Linked DNA regions of Mus musculus: regions 1, 3 and 4 are each linked to region 2. Evidence: chromatin contacts called from public HiChIP or PLAC-seq data. All regions are on one chromosome and are shown on one strand. Each heading gives the region's core, a stretch centred on a gene start, on an enhancer-like site or on the middle of the called end of the contact. The rest is flanking DNA. Distances are from core to core; before and after follow the strand shown. Region 1 holds the start of Utp18 (UTP18 small subunit processome component). Region 2 holds the start of Lrrc59 (leucine rich repeat containing 59). Region 3 holds the start of Fam117a (family with sequence similarity 117, member A). Region 4 holds the start of Slc35b1 (solute carrier family 35, member B1).

Evidence for each region. HiChIP or PLAC-seq counts read pairs in DNA pulled down with a chosen protein or histone mark.
Region 1: an H3K27ac HiChIP or PLAC-seq map of microglia shows a contact between it and region 2, with 4 times the contacts expected there. The contact joins the promoter of Utp18 here to the promoter of Lrrc59 in region 2. A contact is called at or near these places in 3 of 115 datasets of contacts at active chromatin or transcription factors (bone marrow-derived macrophages, embryonic stem cells and microglia).
Region 3: an H3K4me3 HiChIP or PLAC-seq map of bone marrow-derived macrophages shows a contact between it and region 2, with 3 times the contacts expected there. The contact joins the promoter of Fam117a here to the promoter of Lrrc59 in region 2. A contact is called at or near these places in 1 of 39 promoter capture datasets (liver) and 1 of 115 datasets of contacts at active chromatin or transcription factors (bone marrow-derived macrophages).
Region 4: a contact with region 2 is called in an H3K4me3 HiChIP or PLAC-seq map of bone marrow-derived macrophages, with 4 times the contacts expected there. The contact joins the promoter of Slc35b1 here to the promoter of Lrrc59 in region 2.

Annotation. Positions count from the first base shown.
Region 1 is chr11:93,884,231-93,887,678 of GRCm38.p6, forward strand. Utp18 (UTP18 small subunit processome component) reads right to left here and starts at 1,536. Exons shown (of 14, transcript NM_001013375.1): 1 at 1,104-1,536. The coding sequence starts at 1,427. Mbtd1 (mbt domain containing 1) reads left to right here and starts at 1,941. Exons shown (of 16, transcript NM_134012.4): 1 at 1,941-2,186. RefSeq lists enhancers at 1,538-1,570, 1,765-1,807, 1,820-1,853 and a cis regulatory region at 1,551-1,558.
Region 2 is chr11:94,628,194-94,631,336 of GRCm38.p6, forward strand. It overlaps Lrrc59 (leucine rich repeat containing 59), which reads left to right and starts at 1,584. Exons shown (of 7, transcript NM_133807.2): 1 at 1,584-1,916. The coding sequence starts at 1,812.
Region 3 is chr11:95,335,226-95,338,508 of GRCm38.p6, forward strand. It overlaps Fam117a (family with sequence similarity 117, member A), which reads left to right and starts at 1,793. Exons shown (of 8, transcript NM_172543.4): 1 at 1,793-2,036. The coding sequence starts at 1,841.
Region 4 is chr11:95,383,150-95,386,454 of GRCm38.p6, forward strand. Slc35b1 (solute carrier family 35, member B1) reads left to right here and starts at 1,707. Exons shown (of 9, transcript NM_016752.3): 1 at 1,707-1,964; 2 at 2,652-2,755. The coding sequence starts at 1,861.

The sequences.
Region 1 (3,448 bases), core at 286-2,785, 740 kb before region 2:
ACACCCACACACTCGAAACCTAAACCTAGCACTCAAAAAAAAAAAAAAAAAAAAAAAAAACCCTTCAAATGATCTGAGCTTTCTCCCAACCTACAGGGCAGTGTCCAAGGAGCCAACTGCAGTATCCACCAGCACTGCTGATTTAAGATCTTTCAAAGCCCATCAAGTGAGTCCTTTGGATACAGAACTGTCCCACAGCTCTTAACATAACTGGTCTCCACCTCCCAAAGAAGGCTGCTGCAGCTCTCCATCAAAGCACCCACACAAAGGGTGAACTAAGCAAATGCTGATATTCCCATTGAGTCAGTCAGCTTACCCTATCTAAAAGACGTCTTCACATATATTTAAATCCCTTTCTCAAATGTTTTCATTTTCCTCTCCACCAACATACTTTAACTTTACTAGTCTTGTCTCTTTTATCTTGCTTTTTTACCACTACTAACACAAGTTCCAAGAGGGGTTCTTGTGGGATTCCTCCACTGCTGTGTCTCTACCCTTAGTCCAGGGACCAGGTATAGAACAAAAATAATAGCGCAAAGAGCATCAATCAGGAAGGATTTGCAATTGTTACAAGAGCTAGCAACCAAAGAAAGGTTAGAGATGAATACACACTGATCGTTCTCAAAAGCTGGGCGTGGGTATCACCCCGCGATGTTATTAAAATGCAGCTTTACGCCTTCTGCCCACGTATTGGTTCCATCCACTACGCGGAGTCGCGACAGGTGATCAAACGGTCACCCCTGTGGTTCCAGCAGAGGGTGTAAGAGCCCGAAGATGAGCGACTCTACTTTGCAGACATCCTTTGGCAAACCAAGCCGACAGTTGAGCGCCTGCTGGATGCGAAGCGCCGCAGCCCCTTTGGGGCGGAGAAAGGCAGCGTCCCCGCCCTCGCCAGCCAGCAGCCCAGAACCCGAGGCGAAAGAGCCGGACGGCGCCCCTCGGCGCCCGCGGTCGCCGGTCCCTCCCACCTGAGCACTCGCCGCCACAGGTCCCCCCCACCTCCAGGCTCCGCCCCCGGGGCCTCGCCTCCCGCCGCGCGCCCCGCCAGAGCGTGTGCCCGCTCGGCAGGCAGGCAGGCGGGCAGGCAGGCAGGCCTTCCTCACCCGCGAGCTCCGCAGCCGCTGCAGCAGCGCGTCCTCGTCGTCCTCGACATCGCCGAAGACGAGCTGCTCCAGGCAACGCTCGGCGGCCGGCTTATCGTCCTCTAGCGTCAGGCGGTTCCGCTGCCGGAGCCGGCTCTCCTCCTCCTCTGCCGCCGCCGCCGCGGATCCCGCGCTAGGGGCCGCCCTCGGCTCGGCCGGCTGTGTCCGTTGGGATGAACGGGCGGCCTTTGCGGGCGTGCTGCCGCTCCCGGGTCTGGCTTTCCTCCCCGGCGTTGCGCCGGCTCTCCGGTCTCGTCTCGTCCGGCTCTTGCGTTCGGGCGGCATCCTCAGGGCTGAGGGGAAAACGCCGACGTTCACGTGGAGTACCACTGCGCATGTGCCGGGGCGGCTCGCTCTTCTCCTCGGCCCGGCCCCGGGGAGCCGGAAGGAGTCTGCGCCGCCGCAAGCCACGTGACCGGCGCTCGCGCGCTACGTCACTCCCACTCCGTCCGGCGGCCCCGCCCCATGTGGGAGTTCCTCAGGGAAGGCCGATCTTCCGGGTGGAGGGGGAAGCGGCGTGACTGGAGTGGAAATTTTTCCCAACACAACTTCTCGGAGGCAACATATTGGAAGGGACTCGGGGAGGCCGGAGTCCAAATGGAAGTGGCTGAAAGAAACTTCTCGCCCTGCTGATTCTGAGCCCCGCGTCGTGCCGCGCGCCCTCAATTACCTCATCGACTTGTGGTCTTGGTACGGTCCTTAGAGTACGGCGCCTGCCGAGGGTCCCACGCTGGAGGGGAGAGAGGAGGGTACGTGGGGGAAGTGGGCCAATCGGGGCGCGGGTCACGGCGCAGGCGCGCTGGGGAGGGAGGGCTATGCTAATGTTGTTGATATCCTGGGGCCACCCGAGTTAAAAGGGGGGAAATCCGGGGGCTGCCACTGCTGTCGCTGGCCCTGGCCCAGCCGGGGGTCCCCCCTGTAGTCGCCGCAGTCCCGGGGAGAGGCACCGGCCCCCTGCTCGCGGGGGGGGAGGGGGCGCCGCGGGCTCGGGGAGCACGGACGGCCCCTACCCATGAGGCCCTGATGGAAAACACAAAGGATCTGGTGAGAGCCGAGCGCAGCGGCCGCTTTGTGTGCCAGGTTTGAGGGGGGGGGGCACGCCTGCGGCTGCCCGGCCCCCGGAACGCCGCAGCTCGGGGACCCCACTCGCGGGCCTGCTTCTTCATCCCACGCCCCCTCCGTCTCCGGAGCTCCCCTCCCCCTACTGGCCGTTAAACGTTCAGGGGTTCCCCTCCCCCCCTCAACCCCTGACTTAGGGTTCTCTTAGGGAGAAAAAAAAACATAAGAAAGTTTTTCCTCTGCTCCCTCCCAACCCCGTTCTGCTTGAAGGGAAAGATTAGATAGGAGACTTTGCCTTTTTTAGCTGCCAAGGGTGGGAGAGTGGTTTCTCGGGGGTGTGGGGGCAGGAGCATACAGAGTTTCGGGGCTTGGCTGGAGACGGAGCCCACCATTGTAGAGCCAGCGCCGAGAGGCATTTTGCACGTGGAGGTGCTGATACTGAAAGGGGGCGGGGTGGGCACGTGTGGGAGGGAGACGTAGGAGTGGTATCGGGGAGTCAGCCGCCAAGGCTGCTACTTGAGGGTTCCAAGTCAGTGGGCTTCCACCATCCGTACGTTCTCCTTTGTGAAAAAGAAATCCTGACATTTCAGAGTCGGAAGAGACACTAGAAGTCACCCAAAGCAGCCCAGCTTCTGACGAGTGGTAGGTAGTCTGACCTCTACTTAACCCTACATCCATATACCACGCACTGCAGCCTAGGAAAGCACCTTCGGTTTCTTTCAGTCTCTGATATTCACTTGCCTGCCCTTATTAGACCCTTCAGTCTCATTCATGTCGTGTCCTGGTTAAGTTGCTCCCTTTTTTACTTCTCAAATTTGTTCTCACATCCTCCTCACCCACCCACTGCTCATTGGCCTATATTTTGTATGCCAGGAAAGAACATCAGGGAAGTGGAGGGAGGGGGATGGGGAGAGTAAAGAGATGGTAAGGGCCAACTGAAAACTTTGCTGGGTCGGTATCAAGTGTGCTGCTTCCATGACTAAAGATGGTTGAAACTATTCCCTGGGAAGCCAGGGAACTGCTATGTGGGGGTTTCATGACTGTTTCACAAGTAGTCCTCTTTGCGATGAGGACATTTTTAACACCATATCCTTGGTACTGTCAATGTACATTATTTGCCTTTTGCTAAATCACTTTTTCTAAGAACGCGTAAAATTGGGCCTGGGGGAGGAATAGTACTGAAACTAATAAATACAATACTTGGAAGATACATGATCAAAACTATTCCTTCTCATCATTTTGACTCA
Region 2 (3,143 bases), core at 334-2,833:
GCAAACCCTTGAGAATCTGAGGATTCAAAATTCTCAGCTTCAACATGGTCTTCCCACACATCCCCGTCCCATGTTGTAGGATCCCATTCTTTGCCAATTAGAGCCCTTACTTTAACTGTCGACACACTCTGAGGCTGAGACTTGAATTTTCTCTGTAGTTCAGCCAACCTTACAATGAGAGTTTCTGTTTGATTTTCTGCAACTTGAGCTCTATTGCTACAAGAGAGAAGATTCTCCTCAAGGACACACTTAGCAACTTTTAGATCGTTTACTTGTGTCTGGAGCCTTTCGATTTTATCACACAACTCCTTCCTTTCATTCATCATTTTTTCCACAGATACTAAGAGCAGCCAGCCAGTAAAATCATTTTTCGATTTTTTCCCCATCTTGTAGAAAGCTTTGTGCACTGAATCACCTAATTCATTAAGAAAATCAAGGGCATTAGCTTCTTTAAGTTCGGAATATAGTTTCAACCATGGGTCTTCAAAATTCTCTGAGCTCCCAGGAGGGAGAGAATCTGGAGAGGTTTCAATATTTGAAAGTGCTGGTGGATCAACAAGCCAATTCCAGTATTTTAAAAGATTCATCCTTGTACTTCTGTTACTCTAGAACCACTCCTGGTACCAACTTCTGTATTAGTCAGGGTTCTCTAGAGTCACAGAACTTATGGATAATCTCTAAATAGTAAAGGAATTTATTGATGACTTACAGTCGGCAGCCGAATTCCCAACAATTGTTCAGTCGCAGCTGTGAATGGAAGTCCAAGGATCTAGCAGTTACTCAGTCTCACGCAGCAAGCAGGCAAAGGAGCAAGAGCAAGAGCTAGACTCCCTTCTTCCAATGTCCTTATATTGTCTCCAGCAAAAGGTGTAGCCCAGATTAAAGGTGTGTTCCACCACACCTTTAATCCCAGATGAAAGGCATAGCCCAGATTAAAGGTGTGTTCCTTAACTCGGAGATTCAATCTTCTGGAATCCATAGCCACTATGGCTCAAGATCTTCAAACCAAGATCCAGATAAGGATCTCCAAGCCTCCAGATAAGGGTCACTGGTGAGCCTTCCAATTCCGGATTGTAGTTCATTCCAAATATTGTCAAGTTGACAACCAGGAATAGCCACTACAGACAGGTTCTTGCTATGTAGCCCTGCATGGCCTGGAACTTGTTATGTAGACCAGGCAGGCCTCTAATTGGTAGGGATCTTTCATGTGCTGAGATTAAAGGGCTGGAGAGAAGAGGGCTGAAGACTGAAGCCGAAAAGGAAGAGGAAGTTTACAGTAACCGTAAATTCGGAAGAAAGCTAGGAGAAATTTTGGAGGATACCCTCAGAGTTGGCTCCTATTTCAGAGTATAGGGATGATCTTATGAGGGATGCAAACACAGGTCATGGAAAGTGCAGTTTCTGTCCTTTCGGGCTCCAGATGCCTCCGGACTGCCACGTCTAGCAACTCAGCTCCTCCCGGCGGAGGTGGCGCCCCGCAGATGCAGTTTGCCAGCCTGGACGGCAGAGGGCGCGCCGGTACACGCTCGGGCCTCTCTGGCCCAGCCCATCTCAGTGGCCGCGGAAGGTGACGTGGACACGGAAGTGGTCGTCGTCGCGGCGGCACCGGTGGGAGCGGGGCCCTGGGCTGGGAGTGCGGCGGGCGAGCGGACGGGCGGCGGAGGCCTCGCAGCGGCGGCGGAGGCGACGGCGGCTTAAGGCGCAGGCGTGGTCCGTTGGGTGTGAGTCCGCCGAGCCCACGAGCGGCCCCTCATCCCTCTCTCCTGCCCGTCGGAAACCGGGAGCCAGGGACCCGCTTAGCCGGCGTCATCATGACCAAGGCCGGTAGCAAGGGCGGGAACCTCCGCGACAAGCTGGACGGCAATGAGCTGGACCTGAGCCTCAGCGACCTGAATGAAGTCCCCGTCAAGGAGCTGGTCAGTACGACCCCACGAGCCTCGGGAGCCCACCTACTCCTGACGCCGGCCCCACGCGGGCAGGCCCCTCTCTTAAGCCTCAGTTTCCCGTTCTTTAAAAAACTAGGTCTCCTGGGAGGCTGCGGTCGGTCCCAGTATTCTTATTGCGGTGCACACGTGTCACTTTGGCACAGTTCCAGGAGATAGGGTCGCTCTAGCTACCCGATCCTGGGCTTTTTCGGGGCCAGTAATGAATTTGTCCTGGTTTTGGGGAGCTCTCAACAAGGTCCGGCTTCGTGCTGGGCCTTAGAGTGGAAAGCCGCGGGAAGGGTTGCTGGATGTGTTTCGAGGATGAATGAATGACCGGGTCCCGGGAAGTAGGCCTCCAGATAGACCTGGGTGTGGCGCCGAACCCAGCTTTTTCCTGAGAAGCCTGCAATCCCAGCTGGCTTTCGCAGCTTGGGGGCGGCTCTCCTTGAAGAAAGTGAAATCTCTTTGCAGGACTGGCAAAGGTTCTCATCCCAGCTGCTCTGAAACTGTCCGGAATGGCGCCACACCCTCCATCTCCCTCCACTCCCAATCCCATTTGGAAGCCTGAGGCCCTAGGGACAGCACACACTTAATTTGCTGCCAACATAGAGCAACATCCTCGATCAGTGCTTACCCAGCTCTGCGCTCCCTAGCTCTAACGTCTCATGTTAGCTTCACTTTGGATGACCTACACTTTTCTTATTGCCATTAAGGGATTATACTTGGCCTTGGCAATTGGCCGAATCCCCACCCCCACCCCCTTTGTGGCTGTGTAGTATGGTGGTTTGAATGGCATGCCCAGTTCACTTCCCAGCTCCCGTTGCTCAATAGCTCGATGTCCTTGGCAAGCTAACCAGCCAACCTTTGTGTCTAGATTTCCTCATTTGTAAGATGGTGTTAATGGTTCTGGTCTCGTACACTTAGGGGGGTTAAAATCATAAGACAAGCCGGGCCTGGTGGGGACGCCTTTAATCCCAGAGCTCGGGAGGCAGAGGCAGGTGGATTTCTGAGTTTGAGGCCAGCCTGGTCTACAGAGTGAGTTCCAGGACAGCCAGGGCTATACAGAGAAACCCTGTCTAGAAAAACCAAAAAAAAAAAAAAAAAAAAATCATAAGACAAAGAATTGGAAGGTAGCTGGTGTTTTCCCTGCTCTGGTACCCGGAACTTCTTTACACGTAAAGTGGTCAGACGTACCTCTGAGATTTGGACCTGGGACCC
Region 3 (3,283 bases), core at 543-3,042, 710 kb after region 2:
ACCCAGGGGTGGAATACGCCTTGATAAAGGCAGAGATCTGAAGTGTATGAGAATGTTGAGCTAATTGAAATTGAGAATTCAATCTGCTTCCCTCATTTCCCTCCATAGCCGGAATCAAACCTAAAGCTTTGAGCATTCCAGGCAGGTATTGGCCCACTGACCTCCATCCCCAGCCATCAGATGTACTTTTTAAAGCTGAGCTAGCCTGAGAATGGCTGAGTTTTAATTCCAACCACCAGGTCTTATTCATCCCTATCAGGCATTTAGTAAGACTGTCGTCCTCATGGAAAAAAAAGAGTACTATTTTCTTCCATCACAAACAATCTATATGTCAGAGCTTGAAGCAAATCGTTCAAACATGAAAGTAGTGTCTTTGCAGAGAAAAATCTTTTCACAGTATGTTCCTTTGCCTCCATGTTCTGTGTTCTGGTCTGATTTTAATATTCAGCCAACTGTTGCATTCCCACTCTGAGCGTTATCTGCTTTCAGTATTGGATCCCAAGGTACTCTCGCAGCACGCACACCCAGTTTACTCCCTTTCCTCTGATTAGTAAGTGTGGCTTCAAGGGAATACCTTTAAAAAAAATACTAAACTCGGTAGAGACTGAAATAGAAAGACAAATCGGTAGCAAGGTCAAAATTAGAATTCATAACTAAATATAAATCTAGAGGGAATTATCCAATTACTTGGATGGTCCCTTCTCACAGACAGTCCAGCGTTAATTGGCTCTGTTTCTTTTCCATATATAGAACAAAGTAGCAAGAGTAATGGATTTTTTTTTTTTGAGATGCATTGTTTTAATAGTATCTTAAATACTGCTTTTTCTTTTTTCCGAAAATGTGTTCACATATACATAGCATATAATTTTCACAGCTTGCCAGTATTCTCTTTGGGGACCATCTGGTCTTTGACTTGTAGGTCAGAGAGCAACTGAGCTGGAAAGACAAAGATTTCCTAGTGGAGTCACTATCAAACTTGATCAGATTTATCATTTACTTTGTTTTGCTAGGTACACTTACAATGGATGGTTCTGAAGGGAAATTCCCAGCTCCCTTTTAAAGGCTCAAGTTAATTTACAGACTAACAGCTGTTTTTATTGAGATTGGACCAGCTTCAGGAAGGGACTTGGAAACGTAGAAGACAAATGAGTGTCATGTGAGGCGAGGTAGCCATTAAATGTACGAATTTAATGCAAAGCTCATGCAAATGATAGGCAAACCTTCTATAAATTTATCGAATCTCAGTTTGGAGTTTGTCAGCTGCAGTGAAATCTCATGAGAATTGAAAACTAATGTTTTTTAGTTAAACTAAATGTAATGGCTTTTGAAGTTAGGCATTCTCAGTCCCATTGAAACTGCTTAGAGTTTGACACTACCACCTTTAAAGATTTCAGTAGTGTTTGATTCCAGTCCACATCCAGCCCCGCCCCCTGCACAGCCTGACATCACATGGCATATATTTGCATACTACCTGGGACTGGGTGTGACGATCCTCCCCTTTGAACCTTCTCATTGGCAGTGCTGAAGAACCAGCCCTCTACTGGAAGGTCCAATCGGCAGCCTTAAGGACATTAAAAAAAAAAAAAAAAAAGAAAAGAAGAAAATCAGGAGGGTGGGGGTCTTGACTTGATGGCTGAGCACATGGACCAATCATCCTCGGAAACAGAAGAGCCCCGCCATGGATTGGTTGAGGGGGAGGTCCTGGGACTCTGTAGGCCAATTAGAACTCTGGGCCGAGGGGGCCGGTCCGCGCCCGTAGGGCAGATAAGTAGCGGCCGCGGGGGTTGGGGGCAGTGTGGGGCTCGCCGTGGGGGTGAGGCGGCAGGTAGCCGGGTGGGCCATGTCCGGGGCCGCAGCGGGCGGCCGAGGCGGAGGTTCCTGGGGGCCGGGGCGCGGAGGGGCGGGGGGTCTCCGGCGGGGCTGCTCTCCACCGGCGCCCGCTGGCTCCCCCCGGGTCGGTCTGCAGCCACTCAGGGCTACGGTCCCCTTCCAGCTGCAGCAGCCTCACCAGCGCCGGGACGGGGGTGGCCGCGCAGGTGAGCCGGGTCCGGAGCGGGTGCTGGGGCGACGGGCTGGAGAGTACTAGAAGTAGATGGGAGGTGAGAGAAGAGAAAAAGGGGCGCTCAGAGTTCGCGAGGGCGGAGGGAGCGAAGGCGAGCAGCTGCGAACCTGCGGTGCAACTCCGGGACGGGGTGCCGGGTGCATGGGCCGGGGACCAGAGGGGAGGGACCTGGCAGATGGAAGCTAGCTTTGGGGGGGCGTAACCGAAAAGTGGTCCGAAGTGTCCGCCCGGGCGGTGTGAGAAGTGCTAGAGTGCGTGCAAGGAGTGTTGTGGGCGTCCGGAGTCGAGGGCTTCACTGGGAGCCAGAACCGGTGGGCGCTGGACGCCTGCTCAGTGAGGGGGAGGGGCATGGAAGAGAGCCGGGTGGAGCCATGTGTTACTTCTCCTGCTTGAGTTTGGCCCCAGCGTCTCTCTCTATGGCTCTCGAGTTCCTTTCTTCACCACTTCACGTGCGCTTTCACATTATGCTTCTTCCAGGAGATGATTTGAACTCAGCCCGTTGGAATAAGTTAGTTTAACGGCTTTTACTTCGGTGCAAACATACCTCTGTTACCGATTTTCTACATTCCTCTCGGGGTAGCCCCGAAGTTGAATGTTCCCATATCTCTGACTTGCTTAACATGGCTGTCTCTTTCCAGTTATTCTGTGCGTGTGTGCTTATGTACAGGAGTTGGGCAGTTTGCATCCTACTTCTTGCCTCCTCCGAAGGTGTTTTGCCCTGAGCATTCCCAGCCAACGTGGCAGTGGAGTGCTTACAATCAAGTATGCTGTGTTAAATACCCCACTTTCTGAACAGCGCCGAAGCAGTTTCTTAATAGCAGCTTGATGTGGTGGGTGTGGGGAAACTAGGGTGGAGCAAATTTAACCTTGCTTTCACACTTAAGGCTGTGATGGGACCCACAATTGCAGGCCCTTTGGAACGGAAAGGGAACCTACTTGCATGAGGAGGTTGGCAGTAAGTTAAAAGTGAAGTTTGCGTTTGATTCACACCAGATGTGAAAGGATCATTGCACACTTCCTAAGTCTAAGTTTGTACCAAATGTACAGAAGCTATGGTCCCTGCCATCCTACTGTGACAGTCCCTACACCAGTCTCTTGTGCTTTCTGCAGATGACTAAGCTTGGACATTGCATATCCTCTTCCTGAAGGTATTCTGTTACAGGAGTCTTGCTAGATAGGAATGGGATTCATCGGGTCTTTGAGGTAGAAAGCCAAGTCTAT
Region 4 (3,305 bases), core at 457-2,956, 760 kb after region 2:
GGAAAAAAATAAAAAACACATGGGGAAACTCAACCCAGGTCAAGTGAATTGTTTGAGGTCCCAGTTGGAAAATAAAAGGCAGAAGTGGAATCCAGACTCACTGTTTGGTTCCCTGGAAGTGTCTGTCTGCTGATTCACTAGAATAAACCAAAGGCCAAGAAAGTAAACGTATAGTGACTCCCAGAAGGAGACACCAGGAAAGGGACAGACCCTATTTTCTCTTAGTCCTCCTAGCCTTGAAAGATGTCTGGCTTGTCCCCAAAGCCTTAGTGAGTCAGGTCCCCAGTGATGGGTGTGGTGCTGCCTGCCTTTCCTTCCTTTGCCTGAGGACGTGCCAAAGGAGCAAGCCTGCTTAGAGGAAAGCAACCCAAGACCCACAACTGCTTGACAATTGGGACTGTTATTAGGTAGGGGACTTGGTGACCTGGTGTTAAGTCTTGCTTTTGCAATTCTAGCAAAGCAGGTGAAGACCCAACTGTTAAATCAGGGAGAAGTCCATGGATGAGACCAAAAATAGGAAGAGGTGTGGTGTGGTGTGGTGTGGTGTGGTGTGTGTGTGTGTGTGTGTGTGTTGCTTCATTGGAGAGTTGGAAGGTCTTGAAGAAAATTTACTTAAGAAGTTGGAAGGGAGCCAGGCAGTGGTGGCGCACTCCTTTAATCCCAGCACTTGGGAGGCTGAGGCAGGCAGATTTCTGAGTTCGAGGTCAGCCAGGTCTACAGAGTGAGTTCCAGGACAGCCAGGGCTACACAGAGAAACCTGTCTCGAAAAACCAAAAAAAAAAAAAAAAAAAAAAAAACACTCGGAAGGGAGGTAAAGAGAAAAGGATTGTAAATTCAACATTATTCTACATAGCAGATTCGAGGACAGCCTGCGCTACATGTGATTATGTCTTTTGTTGTTTTTTAAAAGGCATTTCAATAAATTGAATTTTTCACCTCGAAGAGGTGAGGAAATACGATTAGAGTTGAGAAAATATGATGACTAATACTCCAAACTTGCACAGCACACTTAACAGTTTATAAAACACTTTGGTAAACCTTAGCTCATTTAATCCTCACACCGTTCAATGAGTGACAGGGTGGTTATTACTAATTACCCCTCGTTTGCAGAGCGAGAAAACTGTAGCTCGGAATTTAAGCAACACGTGATGTGCTGCCTCTAAGTGATAAGAGCCCTGACCTATCACAGAGCCTGCCCGGTGGCTCCCTGCCCAAAGAAGAGGACCTGGACTTCTTAGCCAGGTCTTGAACACAGGGTAGACAGGGTTGGAGTCGCTAACGTTGGGCAGCGGCTAGAGGGCGCTACGGCTCTATGAAGCGTTCTTGGCGTTAGGACCCAGCCGAGGCCTGACAGCCAACTGCAAAAAAAAAAAAAAGCCTTTAATTCTCTTCTGGCCTCACCGCCTCTTTCTCCGCCCATCTGTCTATTTTCGCTCTGCGGAGCCAATTGATAACATCCACATACTTATACGTCATCACTATACGCCGCGTAATCGCCTAGGCCTCCCCACCGAGCTCCAGCTTGTAGATGTCCTCGGCGTTGCCTGATCGGAAAAACCTAAAAGAGGAGACAATAACCTCGATATGGCTGGCTTTCCTGGCCACCAGGAATGGAGCCAAGATCTTAAAGCCTTCCTTCTTTCCTAGAACGCTCCTGCCGGGGCAGGAGGCATTTCCCTCTCGGAAGCTCTGAGCTGGCATATCTGGAGGTAGCTGCTCCGGCCTACGAGCCGGCGGTCGCACGCAGCTCCTATGAGGTCCCTGCCGCCGGCCGGCGATGTCCGCCTGGAGCTTTCGCCTTCGCCGCCGGTACCGCTACCTGCTCTGAACGGATCTTCGGCCGACTCGTCCGTGCGTCTCATGGCCGCTAGTAGATCCCTGGTGCCTGATCGGCTGCGCCTGCCGCTCTGCTTCTTGGGTGTCTTTGTCTGCTATTTCTACTATGGGATCCTGCAGGAGAAGATGTGAGCAGACCCTTGAGGGGGCAGGACTCCTAGCATCCCCCAGCCAGGGCCGGAATTCAGTCTCCACCATCCATTTTACGGTCTAGTCTTCAGGCTTCCTGTGTCTGGTACAGGGTTTTCTCTTCTCCGGCTCGGCCCTCTGACCTTTTTTTGCACCCTGCTATTATACATTGCTAGCTGAGCATCCTTGTAATTCTAAAATTTCAGGGCCGGCCTCTGGAGTTTTAGAACGCGATTTTTTTTTTCCCTTTAGATATTTTTACTTTTGTTGATTCCAAGAGTGCTCCGTGACCTGAGCCAGGTCTTATTTTATTTTATTTTTAGAAAGCCCCGAGGTGTTTGCAGACCGTTAATCTTCTTGCTCTGGGTCTTGCCTTTTTTTTTTTTTTTTCTCCTACGGGGGATACTTTTGTTCAGCTGTCTTGACTTTTTTTTTTTCTCCTACCTGTGTCCTTTACGGATATTTTTTCCTTAGGCTATGGTAGCAGTAGGTTGGCGTCTACTGTTTAGACTTAGTTTTTAGGCTTAAATCAAATCGTCTCCTTTGGGTAAATGAGCTCAGTAATCCTTCCTAACTCTAACTACACCCACAAAAGCATGATACTTCCAAAGCTCTCAGTGGATCTGAACATACTTGATGCCACCGAGTAGCACACACTAATTGCTTTTTTATGTGTTTCGTCTTAGCACAAGAGGGAAGTATGGAGAAGGACCCAAACAGGAGACATTCACCTTTGCCTTAACTTTGGTTTTCATCCAGTGTGTGATCAATGCTATGTTTGCCAAGATCTGTGAGTACCTCATAGTAATTTGTTGGGCTCACTCTCCTTCCTCCCATATTCTGGGCATAGACGTGGATTCATCTTTAAAAATCAAAGTTTTCCCTACCTCCACACCCTTGAGTATTTAAACAGCTTCTCTACAGACTGTAAAACCAATGGCTGTGAAATGAGATTAAAATATTAGGCCTCTAAATTATACCAACTTTTTAGTTGGAGACGACTGGGCCGTCTATATTCCAAATCCCCATTGAAAGCCCTTAGAACATTTTCCCCTTTATCCCTTTGACTTCGCTTTGTGTGTCAGCTTCAAACATGTCTTTGTTCCTGTCAGTAGAGTTAAGCCATCCTTTCTTGAACTCAGTGAATCTCTCCCTCCACTCAGCATGTGGTTGTGTTAGGCTTAAGGGGAACTGGGACGATGAATAATTTTCAGAGATTTCCCAGCTTAAGAGGATAGAAATAGCGGTCTTACTTGACAGGCAAGTTCCTTTCCTATGGCCTCAACTTTTTGCTTAGTGGTCCATCCTTGCCCCACCGGGTTTCTCTTGTATGTTTTGTT